Regions from separate parts of the Sus scrofa genome. Here region 1 is linked to region 2. A link is a contact called in public HiChIP or PLAC-seq data. All regions are on one chromosome and are shown on one strand. The core of a region is the stretch at or near the end of the contact, and the rest is flanking DNA. Distances in the headings are between cores, read along the strand shown.

Evidence for each region. HiChIP or PLAC-seq counts read pairs in DNA pulled down with a chosen protein or histone mark.
Region 1: an H3K27ac HiChIP or PLAC-seq map of skeletal muscle shows a contact between it and region 2. The contact joins two enhancer-like sites. A contact is called at or near these places in 1 of 47 Hi-C or Micro-C datasets (skeletal muscle) and 1 of 2 datasets of contacts at active chromatin or transcription factors (skeletal muscle).

Annotation. Positions count from the first base shown.
Region 1 is chr7:96,105,438-96,112,076 of Sscrofa11.1, reverse strand. The region is part of intron 3 of DPF3 (zinc finger protein DPF3); the gene reads left to right. Among named protein-coding and RNA genes, the nearest start is that of DPF3, 150 kb to the left of the region's middle. Within about 2 kb of position 5,291, at least 6 of the 83 cell types and tissues checked have an H3K27ac peak or open chromatin away from gene starts, as enhancers often do. A contact at or near this core is called in skeletal muscle, where this site is marked.
Region 2 is chr7:95,882,573-95,889,258 of Sscrofa11.1, reverse strand. RGS6 (regulator of G-protein signaling 6) reads right to left here. Exons shown (of 19, transcript XM_021099946.1): 15 at 3,441-3,627. Among named protein-coding and RNA genes, the nearest start is that of DPF3, 370 kb to the left of the region's middle. Within about 2 kb of position 4,473, at least 4 of the 83 cell types and tissues checked have an H3K27ac peak or open chromatin away from gene starts, as enhancers often do. A contact at or near this core is called in skeletal muscle, where this site is marked.

The sequences.
Region 1 (6,639 bases), core at 4,042-6,541, 220 kb before region 2:
CCAGGACACTTGGGGAGCAGCTTGGCGCTTTGCCACCCTTGCCAAATTCCTAGGGTGATGGGGAGGAAGGCAGCCACGAATAGGGTCCTGGTTCTTTCTCTTGGGTTTTTTTTTTGTTTTGTTTTGGCAGCCTCGCAATGCCTGGGCATGAATAGCCAGGATAATCACCGCCCCACCACGTGTTGTTGGGGGAACAAGAACGGTGGGTCAGGAACCCTGAAAGGCTGGTAGGCTAGGGTGCCGTATAGCAGGGGGTGCCATAGCTGGCCAACAAGCAAGTCATGGGGGCCCAGGGAGGGGTGTCCCCCCAAGGGGGTGGTCCAGGCAGAGAGGCCTGAGTCCCACCTGCTGGGCAGTGGTGGAGAGACCCGCTTTGCCCGCCTAGGGTGCTGTCCCTGTCGCTCTGAGCTGCCAGAACTCTACAGATGGGAGCAGGCTGCGGCCAACTTCCCCAGCTTTTGAAAATCCTGCATCTTAATTAGTTCCCTACTGCTTTTGTACATGGCCCACATTTTAATAGTCTCCGGGCTCCTTCCACCATTTGCTGTCCGATGTTCGGCGTGATTTCTCTTCTCCTCCAGACAGTCCCCCGACTCCTCCAGCACCCTCCCCGTCCGGGAACAACTTAAGGAACGCTGATGTGCCAAGCATGTAGCCTGAGATTGATGAGCCTGTCAGCTGGCTCCCTCTGCCCCCGCCTCCCCCTCTCCTGTGTGCTCCTCACAGGGATGATGGGGGTGGGGGTGGGGGGCGGGGGGTGCCGTGGGGTAGGTGAGATGGGGGGAGGCAAGGGGAAGGGACCCTTGGAGCCCCCGTCCAGGTGTGAGCCAACAGACAATGTGACCTTCTCCGGCTGGCAGAGGAGTCTGGCTGTGTCCTTCCAGGGGGAAGGACACTGGGCTCCCACCCCCATCTGTCAGAGCTTATCTGTCTCTGCGCGGGGGTTGCCTGAGCTTGGTACGGCTGGGAGAATGGATGCCTTCAAGTGCATCAGGGGGAAATGACCGGTCATCTATCTCTTTCCTGCAGTGTCAGAGCTGCAGCCATCCATCCTGGAGGCCGGCAACAGCAGCTTCTTCAGCTCTTGTTGGTTGGCCTTGTGAGCAGGGGAGCCAGAGAGAGGTGGGTGGGCCACTCCAGCCCCCATGCCATGCCGAAGCTGTTTATGCTCCTTTTTGCCTTCCTGGGAGTCTGGGGAAGGGACCTGGGTCTGGGGTACTGAGCCTGGGCCTCCAAAATTGCTTGTGTCCCCGAAGGGCTCTGGGAGCTTGGGCTGGCCGAGGAAATGGTAGCAGCTGGGGGGCAGCCGGGCGGCATGCACAGCTGCTGCAGAGTCTCCATGGCCGTGTTTTGCAGTTGGACCTGGCAGAGCCACGTTTAGAGCATGGGTCGTTCAGCCTGAGCAATCACCTTGTTATCCCAGGGTCTGCTCCCATGTGTTCTCCCCACTGGAAGGTACACATTTTAAGGGCAGAGGCCCACCCAAATCCTTCACCTGGATCCTGGCACCCATTGCTGGGCTTGGCACATAGTAGATGGACAGCAAAGATTTATTAAAGGGTTGAAAGAAAGAAAAGTGCCTGGTGTCTGATCTCAAGCTCGAAGAATATGGCTGGCTCTCTTCATGCCCATTTCACAGATGAGAGAGACTGAGTGGGAGAGGAGGAGCCTTCGCACCTGACTTCCCCACCCAGTTCCCAGCCTGGCCTGTGGGGCCTGGCCCAGCTTTGCCACTTCGCCTCTCTTTGGTTTTAGGTCTTAGGGGCCTTCACTGTTTGGAACGGCTGTTCTATAGGAGAAAAAGGCACCAAGTAGGAACCAAAAAGGCCTGGGTTCAAGTCCAGACCCCTCTACCCACTGGCTTGTGATTTGGGGCAATTATCTAACCACTCTGGCCTCGATTCCTTATCTGTGAAATGTGGATCACGGCAGCTGCCCTGCCTGCTTCCCTGGGTTGTTCTGAGAATCTCTCAGGATGGTGGAGCTGGAGGACTTGGCACGTGGGAGGAGGCACCAGATGCCACCCTGTGCTTCCTGTGGGATGGGTGGAAGGGGTCTCAGCTGATGCTGTTCCTGTCCCCAGCCCCAGTGATGTGCTCATGGCAGGCAGCTCACTGCCCAGCTGGAAGGGCGTGTGCTGTCTGGGCAGAATGGGAATGCATTTTGCGTTGGAGTCTTTTAAAAGCCCAAGTCTGGTATCTTCTATACTGAGGAGAGAAGGCCTGGCATATGGCTGTGGGATCTACCTTTCCCAGAACCGCAGCTTGCCCAAGTTCCCCCATGTCCCAGAACTTAGGCCTGGCATCAATGCCCGGGGCACAGAGATAAACCTGGAAGGCATCCTCTCTGCTTTTCCTCCCACCCGTCATGCCATGGTGCTAGGTCAGGCCTGTCTGACTGGGTCTTCTCCCTGCCCTTGGCCTAGGCTGATCTGCCTTCTCAGAGAGCTGCTCCTCTGTGGACTCGCTCTGGTATGGCTCCATCCCTTTGCCCTTTGGCACTGGGCACCCAGCCTCCACACCCAGCCTCTGTCTTGATTCCCTGTGGGGGATTGCACCCTGCTCGGGGGCAGAGCACTGCCCTCTGGCTTTATCTGGCAATCAGGATGTAGGCACCTTAGGGCAGGGTTCGTCTGTGTCACACATGACCTTCTCCTAAGCCCTGGCTCGGTGATAGGGCTCCACACCAATTGCTGTACCTCCTAACTGGTCTCCTCACGCCTGCCCTCACCTTCCTTCGTCATTTGCAGAATGATCCTATTAAAATATTGGCATCATAAAGCCACTCTTGGCCTGAAACTGCTAGTGGCTTCAGATGGCAGAGTAGAAGTCAGCAGTGGCCTACCCAGCCCTTTGAGGCCCCAAAACTCTCTGAACTGGGCTCCTACTCTTCCCTCAGGCTCACTGTGCTCTGGGCAGACAGGCCCCAGACTCAGGGCCTTTGCACTGATGGCTCCTTTGCCTAGAAAGTCCTTTTCTGATTAGCAGGGTGGGCTCCTGGCCCACATCTAACAGTGTCACCACCGTTTCAGCTTCCCCGCTTCTGCTCTGCTTTTCTCCCAAACACCGATTACCCCCTGTCATTCTGTGGGTCTCTTGTTTATGTCTTATTTCTCCCCCACTAGACTGTAACTTGTATGAGGCAAGAATTTTTGTGTCTTGTTCACAGAGAGAAAGCTGTGTGTTCACAGCACCTAGAATAGAGCCTGGCACATTGTCAAATGAATGAGCAGAGCAAGGCCTCTTCCATGTGGTTCTGCTCTGATTTCCAAATCTACCACCCCTGGATTTGGAGCAGCCTCTTGGCCTACAAGCTGTGTCCCATCCTCTGCCTCCTCTGTCCTCTTAACTGCTCCAGACTTGACTTCTTTGCTTCTGTTCCCCCAGGGCCTGCGCTCAGGCAGGCGGAGCTATGCCCCCACCGTGTCCAATGGTCTGAGAGCCTCAGGTGAGGAGATTTGGCGAGAAGTACAAGGAGAGAGAGGCTCTAGGAGGTGAAAAGGAGGGGCTCACGTTCATTGAGCATATTCTCTGGGCAAATACTCATATGCATTATCTTGTTTGGCCCTGTAACACCGCCGGGAAGTGGGCTTTGTTCTACAGATGAGGAGGTCAAGGCCAAGTGTGCAGTGTAGGCAGCAAGAGCTGAGATTTCACCCCAGACAGCTTCTCTCACTTTCCAGTGATCTGTAGTCCCTCAAACCATTTCATCATTCAGTGCGTCTCCATCATCCTTCTCCTCCCTGCCCTTCCTGCTGAGTTGTGTTGACTTGGTCTACTGGCCAGTCCAGTGCTGAGGGTCCAGCTCAGTGGTGAGCATCCTTTGACAGTGTGGGTGTTTTCTGTGTCTCAGGGATGGGAAAACGCTTATCTGCGGGGCTGACCTCTGGGGACTGGCTCCAGGGGGCCCATCCTTACATGTTGGCTTTGGGGAGGGTGGGTAGTCACAGCAGAGAGTGGGGACCACAGGCCTTTTGGGGAATGTTGTGTGGATATCCTGGGCTTCTAGAACATCTGGTAACGAGGGCCTGCAGGGTGCAGACTGGGAGATGGGTCCTCATTGCAAACCTCATCTATTTTGAGCTTTATGAATCACAAAACAGAGAGTCAAATGCAGCCAAGAAAATGGCACCCCTGAGGAAGAGCAGATGGATTCCCGAGCCTGCCCATCTCAGGAAATCAGAGCTTTGGTCCCCTCCAATCTCTTCCCTTGTGGGGCGAGAGATAACAATACCCCCCCACCTCCATGAGCCTGAGAGTCTGAAGGGGATAAATGAAATAATAATGCTTAAGCTTCTTGCTCCTTGGGATAAGTTCATGTGTAAATCCAAGGAAATGTGATGAGCTTAACTCTTCAAAATAATAAGCCCCCAGAAGAGAAAACCACACATTTGTATTTTTTAAAATTTTTTTTTCTTAAAAAAAATTTTTTTTTGTCTTTTTTAGGGCTGCTTCCGTGGCATATGGAGGTTCCCAGGCTAGGGGTCTAATTGGAGCTGCAGTTGCCAGCCTACGCCAGAGCCACAGCAATGCGGGATCCGAGCTGAGTCTGCGACCTACACCACAGCTCATGGCAATGCCGATCCTTAACCCACTGAGCAAGGGCAGGGATCGAACCCACAACCTCATGGTTCCTAGTTGGATTCGTTAACCACTGCGCCACAACGGGAACTCCCACATTTGTATTTTTAAATAAAACCTGAAGGCAGGTTAAAAAAAAAAATCTGCGCACTCATGATATAGCAGGAAGATTGTCTGCCGTTGTCTGTGGGGTTTCTCCCTCTTTGCACCACAACTCTATCACCAGGCTCCTGCGTCAGAGAGAGCCTGTGATGGATGGATGGATGGATGTGCCTTGTCGGGGTGTTTCACCACGATTTCCCTTGGGGCAGTCTGTCTATTGGCAGAGCATATCCTCCCCGAAGATGGTATCTCTTGCAAACTCGACAGCTAACAGACAGCTCCTCTCTTTGTGTATTTCCCCAAAGAAGAACTGTCTTAATCTGTTTTTTATATGGCATATTTTATTATAATCCATATATGACTTGCAGGTTCCTGGTCCTCCATCCTGAGCCAAAGAAAAAAAAAAGAAAAAGAAAAAATGCACGAGGAGTCAGAGGCTTCATGAGCCTGTGACATCCAAGTGTTTGCATTTTTAAATGACCTGGGATTTAATTACTCTCTGTGCTCCCATGTTGCACTTTCGGGCTCGTCTTGTCTGCATCCTGTTAATGAGCTCAGTGGCTCCACAACCCAGTGGAAGTCTTGCATTTGGTGCATTGGGTGGCGGGCTTGGAGCACCTGTGTCAAAAGCCTGTGGCTTTGATCTCCACCCGAGAGGATGGCTGCCCAGTCCACAGCCCTGGAGAGGAGCCATCGCTCTTCACTGGTGTTTTTTTTTTTTTTTTTCTTTCCTTTTATTTGCATTTTTCTTTCTTTCTTTCTTTTTTAAAAAAAGACTTTCTATGCTTCAATCCTTGTTTGTCTAAGAGGCTTTTTTTTCTTATTTGGAAACCGATTTCCTTCGGTTTGCACAGAAGCTGTCTCTGGTGTGATGGATCGTGCTGGAAGTCACCCAAGGAGTATCTCTGTTCCCAATTAGAAGTGGAGGCAGAGCTGCATACGGGGGCCCGGGGAGGCGGCTGGCTTGGGTGACAGCTGCTGCTGCTCTGGAGAGAGTAACGATCCGTGGGTTTATATCCATGTGTATAAAAATCAGGCTAATTTAAAGATGAATTATGTGTGTGTTTTAGACCATTTTCTTTGAATGTTAAGTGTCGGATGGCCTCTGTCAGGTTACATGGTCCCCAAATTTGTGTGAGGGTCAAAATGAGTACAGTTTTAAAGAATTGCTAAATCCTGTATCCAGATGAGCTGTATTAGACTAAAACTGAATCAATGAAATCCCTTCGGACTCCATAGGGAGAGTGTCTAGGATGTATGTTGTGCAAGAGCTTGGACCTGTTACCTTATTTTTCCTTCACTCTGGAACCTCCTGTGGTTCAGAGCCAGAGAATGTACCCTCTGCTGCTTTGTTGGGAGGGCACTGGTTAGCCTGTCACCCTGACCTTGTGAGCTTTACCCATAGTGCTTTGAAACCAGGCTCTGCCAGGAGTCAGCTAGAATGCAGTTCTGGAATGGCGCTCCGCTGGGGATCAGGTAGACAACACTAAGAACCTGTTTAAAGTCCTTCCATTTGGGGGGAAGCAAAATTATAGCAAATGTTGCTTTTAATGCTCTAAACCTGTAGTGTTTAATACAGTAGCCACCAGCCACATGCGGCTGTGAAACACTTGAAATGTGGCTAGTCTGAATGGAGAGGTAAGTGTAAAATACACACTAGATTTTGAAGGCTTAATGTAAATAAACTAGCATGGTATCTCACAATAATTATAAAACATGGATTGCATGTCAAAGTGATACTATTTGGGATACATTGGATTAGATAAAATATACATTAAGATTAATCGCACCTGTTGCTTTTTATTTTTATAAGTGTAGCTACTAGAAAGTTTAAAATTATGTAAATGGATCACATTATGTTTCTATTGGACAGTGCTGCTGTCTCATTAAAGTCAGAATCATTCAAACTTTGATAATAATAACACGTAGCATATATAGGGCACTTAGAACATCCAGG
Region 2 (6,686 bases), core at 3,224-5,723:
CCTGCGCCAGAGCCACAGCAACGCGGGATCCGAGCCACATCTGCAACCTACACCACAGCTCACGGCAACGCCGGATCGTTAACCCACTGAGCAAGGGCAGGGACTGAACCTGCAACCTCATGGTTCCTAGTCGATTGGTTAACCACTGCACCATGAAGGGAACTCCTGTCATTGTGATTTTGAGACTGCTCCTTGGAAAGGCAGGGTAAATAAAGCTAATGACATGAAGTACTAATGCTATTGTCTATGGCATCCTTGAGAACGAGGATTCTCAGCCTGGAAAAAGGAGACACAGACCTAAGAAAGAAGAGGTTAGATAAAATCCCCTACAGTTTCCAATGTGAATTGAAAATAAATATCAGTATGAATTCATGACGTATTTGTATCAGAAACAACCACCACCTATTTCCTTGCTCTGTCCGCTAGAAAGGCTTAAATATGATGACCAACCCAGGAACAATACGTGCCTCTAAGTGCCCAGATTATGATCTCTAAAAACCATTTCCCACTGAGGGGAACCAGGGATTCTTGGAGAACTAGTTGATTTTAGGTCTGGGGAAGAGCCTGGATCATCTTAGCTTCCTTGATATTTGGGTGACATCAAAGACTACTTAGGGTCATATCAGAAGGAACCAACTGAGCAGAAATGACACACTCCATTTCTGGAGTATCAAAAAAGATAATAACCAAAGTGGATTAAAATTTATCAAGTATGTTTAAACCAATGCGTTTGCAAGGATACTAAAAATTACCAAAAACCCTAATTGATGCCCATTGGAAGATGACAGTAAACCACTGTGTTTCCAATACTTCCAGATAAAGGGGATGAGTCAAACATGTTCCCCATCTTTCCCATGTGAATTGTATTACTAGATAATCGGATGGTAGATGCATTTGATTATTTGTATTTCAGTTAATAAATAGTAGGATTAGAGTACCATTTTATGACCTGTGATTAACAGTGGATCTAAGCAATAAACATCAATAGCTGCTCCAACCACAAAGAGAGACAACTAGACACAAGGTACCTTCTGACAAGAGAGGGCAACATAGTCTAAGAAGTAGTTTTGCCTACAAAAATCAAACTTAAATCTGATTAAATATCTAAGTTAAACAACCAGTTTATAGGAAAGATGTGATAGAAGAACACGTTAAATAGCACCACAGGGTTGCAATCAGAAAAATCCAGACTGTGGAATCTCTCCAGCAAGGATCCAATTTCTTCATCAAATAAATTGCAAGGGGTTGGTGGTGGGGGTGGGAGGAGGTACAAGGCACTTAAAAGACATGGTGATCTACTGTGATGTGTGAGCCTTATTTGGATTCTGCTTTTGAATAATGATTTTATAAAGGCATTTGGGGAATTACTGTGAATTTAAACACTTGTATGACATTTGGTGTATTGAGAGATAACTGCTAATTCGTTAAGGTATGATGGTAATGATAAAACCAAAAGGTCAGTGTCTCTTAGAAATACATCACTAAGTATCTACAGATGAATATTTGCTTTAAAACAACCCAGTGGTAGATGAAAAAGTAGGTAGGGACAGATAAAATGACATCGGTCTTGTACTGATGATCGCTGAGGCTGGATGAGGGTCCACAAAAGTTAGACCCTCTGTTCTTTCTATTTTTCCACAGGTTTACAAATTTCCATAATAAAACATTAAGATAAATCCTTCCTGAAGTCTTGCTTGGAGCTATAACACTGGGTGGGGAGCATCATGGTTCTGACCAATATCCTTTTTCTCATGTTTCATGAATAATGGAGAGTTGAGGTTTGTGCTTCAGATTGTTTGTCTGGAAAGGTTTTCTATTACTCACAGAGCTTCTCTATCACCAGTGGAGATTCTCCATCATCCATGGAGTTTCTCTACACTCATGGTGCTTCTCCATTACCCATGGAGTTTCTCCATCTCCCATGGAGCTTCTCCATCACCAGTGGAGATTCTCCATCATCCACGGAGCTTTTCTATCACCCATGGAGCTCTCCATCATCCATGGAGTTTCTCTACACTCATGGTGCTTCTCCATCACCCATGGAGCTTCTCCATCATCCATGGAGCTTCTCCATCACCAGTGGAGATTCTCCATCACCCACGGAGCTTCTCCATCACTGATGGAGATTATCCATCACCCACGGAACTTCTCCATCACTGATGGAGATTCTCCATCATCCTTGGAGCTTCTCTGTCATTCTTCTTACCAGGATACATCACTATGTGCTCGGAAGCATACATACACACACATACAAAAGTCTATGAGAAAAAAAAGATTTAGCATAACTTCGATATTTTGCTATGAAGCTGCAAAGAGTGTGAAGGACTCAAATTTTTATAAAGCAGTCAGTGAACGTCACAGAACCAAATCTATCTGGCACAGGCATTCAGCCTAACTCATAGCCAGAAAGGGAAAAAAGATAGTCATGGTATTGAGGTTGGCAGGTGTTTCCATACCGAAGTTCTGAGCAAATGACAAGGCAAATCTGAATGACGAGGGACATTGGTTGTGTTCTCATGCCATTATTTGCATCAGTGACTGAGTTTCCTAAATTAGATAATAATGTCCATGGGAGAGCAATCTAGACAAATTCTCACCTGGGGACCCCATCGGTGAGAGACTAGGAGACAAGAGCAAAACCTTAAGGCTGGAGGAAATAAAAATTAGAAGCCAGGAAGTGAGAAACAGATCTGATGCTTATTTTCAGAAATGGTACCTCCCAGCCCTCAAGTTCGGTTTGCTGTTTAGCGTGGCTTCTCTGAATTCAGTTTCTTTCTTCGCCAGCCTCACCAGCATCTCTGCACTAATTGTATTATGTAGGGCTGGCAGTCTCCCCCACCCCTACCTACGGCTTCCTTAAACTCTAGGGCTCATTCTTTTGAGGCACTTCATTTATTGGTGAAATTACCCATTTCCTTGTCTTTCTCCTCTACCAGCCTTTAACTTCTCAGACAGGGGCTTTGGTCTGTTGCTTGTGATATCTCATCACATGGAACAAGGCATGGAATATAGACACACTCCCTCATCAGCCCCCAGGGTTGGGGGTCACTGTGGAAGCAGTGCGGGGTGGTAGTTATGAGTGTGGGCTTGACCCCCCAGCCTGCCAGCTTACTATCCCCACTTTGCTGATGTGGTGCTCTGGTTTCCAGATTCTACTATCATTTATTACAGGACTTTAGGTTTTGCAAAACACTTCGAGATTTTCCTGGGAAAGATAACATGTATAACAGTAATTTTCTATGGAATACATAACTCAGGAAAACAGTCCCCCTGGAATTTCATTGTGCATCTGTGTGGAAAGGTTTCCACTGGTGGCTTTATAAATAATAAAACCTGAAATCCTAACTCCATACAATGCCTTGGACTCGGATTAAAGGGTGGGGTGGTGAAGTGAACATGTGAACATCTGGGGACAGAACTATTTGACTAGATAAGCAAACCTGGGCATCTTCGAATGTGTATCTCCCTCCATCTTTGACGTTTTGACTGGTTATCTCGTAGCTGTGAGAATCCAGGTTGATTGCACTTGGGGCCCCTGGAGCCAGAAACTCTTGCCAGATTTCCTCCACTCTCCTGGCCACATCCTGGAGGGGCTGTTTCTTAAGATCTTGGACCGCCAACCAGAACCTGGAATGGAAGCACAAAGACAGTCAGTAGCCCTCTGCTGGACATGCTCCCAGAACTGACATCACAGGGCACTCGTTCTGCTGCATCCCCCAGCCTTCCCCGCAGCCCCGTCACAGGTCACAAAGGCTGCAGGGACTGCTGAGCATACAAAGGTGCTCCATTATCGCACTAGTGCGTGTTAGAAGATGACTATGCTTTTGGTTACCAAAAAGAGATTTATCTCCCCTTACATCCAGGGTCTGCTGCCTTAGCACTGTTGCCTTTTCAGGCTGGAAACTCGTTGTTGTGGGGGCTGCCCTGTGCACTGAGAGATGTTTAGCATCAACCTTGGCTTTGACCCATCGATGCCAGTGGCATCCCCTCCCTGAGTGTTGACAACCAGAAAACTTTCCGGACATCACCAAATGTCCCCTGGGAGGTAACACTAGTTGAGAACCACCACTTGACACAGATGCCACTGCACGGACAACATGAGTCTCTCTGCAGTGTCTAGTTGGGATCCATCAGAGGCATCAAAAAGAAGGAGAGATCACGGAAGCAGATAGAGTCTTGGAGCCATTAGGAATATTCGAGCTGGAAGAACCCAGTCATTCAGGTTGTAGATGGAGAAACCGAGCCTGTTTGCCACAGCAGCATCAGGCATGATGCTTGGCACACAGTAGGTGCTCGATAAATGTCTGTGGGATTGCAGATGGACTCATTTGGAACAAAGCTGAAGGGACATACATGGGGAACCTCTCTACCAAAAGATTCTCCAGGGATCGCTGGAGAGAAACCACCCCCTTCTCATGAGCGTCTGCCTCTCACGAATCCCCGAGCCTCAGCATGGTGTGGAGAGAGCTGGGCATGAGCTGTGAGCTCTTTTCTGCAGAGAGCAGCAGCAGCGGCAACCAGCACCAATTGGACTACAGCTCCCTAGGTCATGGGCAAGGTTCCCAAGGCAGCCCTGGAGAGGGCTTTCAGCAGGACTCAGGTCTGGATGGCACTTTTTGTGACCTGTAAACAAAAAACCCTCCAGTGTCCCCATCAATGAGATGTCAGGACAGGCCCCTGGCTCTGTGGTTCCCGCAGCCACGGGAATCACACTCTTAACTCAAAGAAAGGGCAGGGACAAAAGAAGCTAAACATGAATCCTACCCAGAGTAAGATGTACTCTTTTTTTTTTTTTTTTTTTTTTTTTTAAAGGTTAGGCATGTTTTTCTGTTGCTGTTCATAGAACTGTTTTTGGAGCCCCGTGCATGGCCCGAAGGTGCCACCCAGTGGCCACCCTAGGTAACGCAGCTCCATTTCCAGAAGGAGAGGACTGGGAGTGCGTGCAAATGTGCTCCGACTTTCCCCTTGATTTGCCATGTGGAATTCTGACGGTGTCCTTAAAGAAAACCCTCAGGATTCCCTCCTTGGTCCTGACTTCACTCAACCAGAAGATGAGGAATCTTCACATCCTGGCTATGCTGCTCCCTTGGAATTGTTGTATCTTTCTGGGCATCTCTTTCCTCATGGTACAATGGAGGGCTATATGACACGGGTCTGAGCCCGTCCCATCCAGGTGTAACTGAAATGCTTTCAGGCCCCGTGGGTGGGAGCTGTGGAGGGAGAAGCATGGCAGCCACAGGGTCCATCCCAGGCCAGTCTGAGCCCTCAAGTCACCTCTTTCTTGGGTGGCCTGAGAAGAAGATGCTCAGGCTGCTGCCGCGGCCATCTGCCATCACCTGCCCTTTAACGCCATCCCTCTGTCTTTCTGCCACAGGCCTTTGGCACTCCGGTCCTCTGGCTCCCTGGCGTGAAGCAAACAGTGATGGTTTGTCACCCAAGCCCAGAGGGGAGGTGAGTGGCAGCGTGTGAAGGGAGCTAACTGCTCAGTTGTTCAGGAGAGCCCCTGAAAGGCAGCTGGGAGGGGCGTCCTCTACCCCCACCCCACCGCCCACTCCCTAGGTTCCTTAAGTCTCACTGTCCCCCCAGCCCCACCCCCTGCCAGGTCCACCGTGACATGAAAGAGGAGGCCGGTGCATAAAGGTGAAATTGGCCATCTGGGGGTGACAGGACCTACAAGCCTTTCTTGTCCCAGAGGACAGCGTTTGATGGGCAGGTACAATTTAGGAACCCAGCTCTAAAGAAAGGAGTTGGTGCTGGTTTCTCAAAGGAGTAGAGGAGGGCTAATGGGAAGCTGGGTGAGTTCTCTGCAGCCCCAGGGAGTCACCTCTGGGCTGAGTCCTGGACCAGAAGCAACTTCTCTGGGTCAGCATCCTTCCCAAGCCAACCGGACTCTGCCATTTCTCACACAAGTGTCACTCAGGCAATTTCCTGCTCCCTCAGTTTCAACGTCATGGGTGTCACCTTCTGTCCCTTGTTCCAGTCTGCTCTGAGGACCTGGCAGCTTTTGAGCGGGGCAGGCTCCCCGTGATTCCCGAGGCCTCAGCATCGCTTTGGCAGAATAAGCTGGCAGTCACATGCATGCACATCATTCAGCCGGATAGAGAGAAGGTCTGGGGTGCAGGTAAATGAAAATTTCTGAATCAAAAAAATTTTTTTTTGTCTTTTTAGGGCCGCACCCGCGGCATATGGAGGTTCCCAGACTAGGGGTTGAGTTGGAGTTGTAGCCACTGGCCTACACCACAGCCACAGCAACGCCAGATCCAAGTCACGTCTGCGACCTACACCACAGCTCAGGGCAATGCCAGGTCCTTATCCCACTGAGCGAGGCCAGGGGTCGAACCTGCATCCTCATGAATCCTAGTCTGATTTGTTTCTGCTGAGCCATGACAGGAATGCCCCGAATCAAATTTAATAAAATTTTACATAAAAAATGAAAAGGTTCCCTTTGTCAGGTAAAACCAAGAATTTTTAGAAAAGGACAAAAAGAAACAACAGGCATTCAGGAGGAGGGGGAAGAAGAGGTGGGGGAGGTGGGGGGGGCGCGACATTCCTCAGACAGCCGGTTCCTCTCCCTGCATGTGGGGACTATCTCAGCCTTCTGTCTGCCTAGGAGATGACCTGTCTTAGCCCTCTCAGGTGACAGCAAAAATGCTGTCACAACAGCATCCTGACATCCCACATGTGTG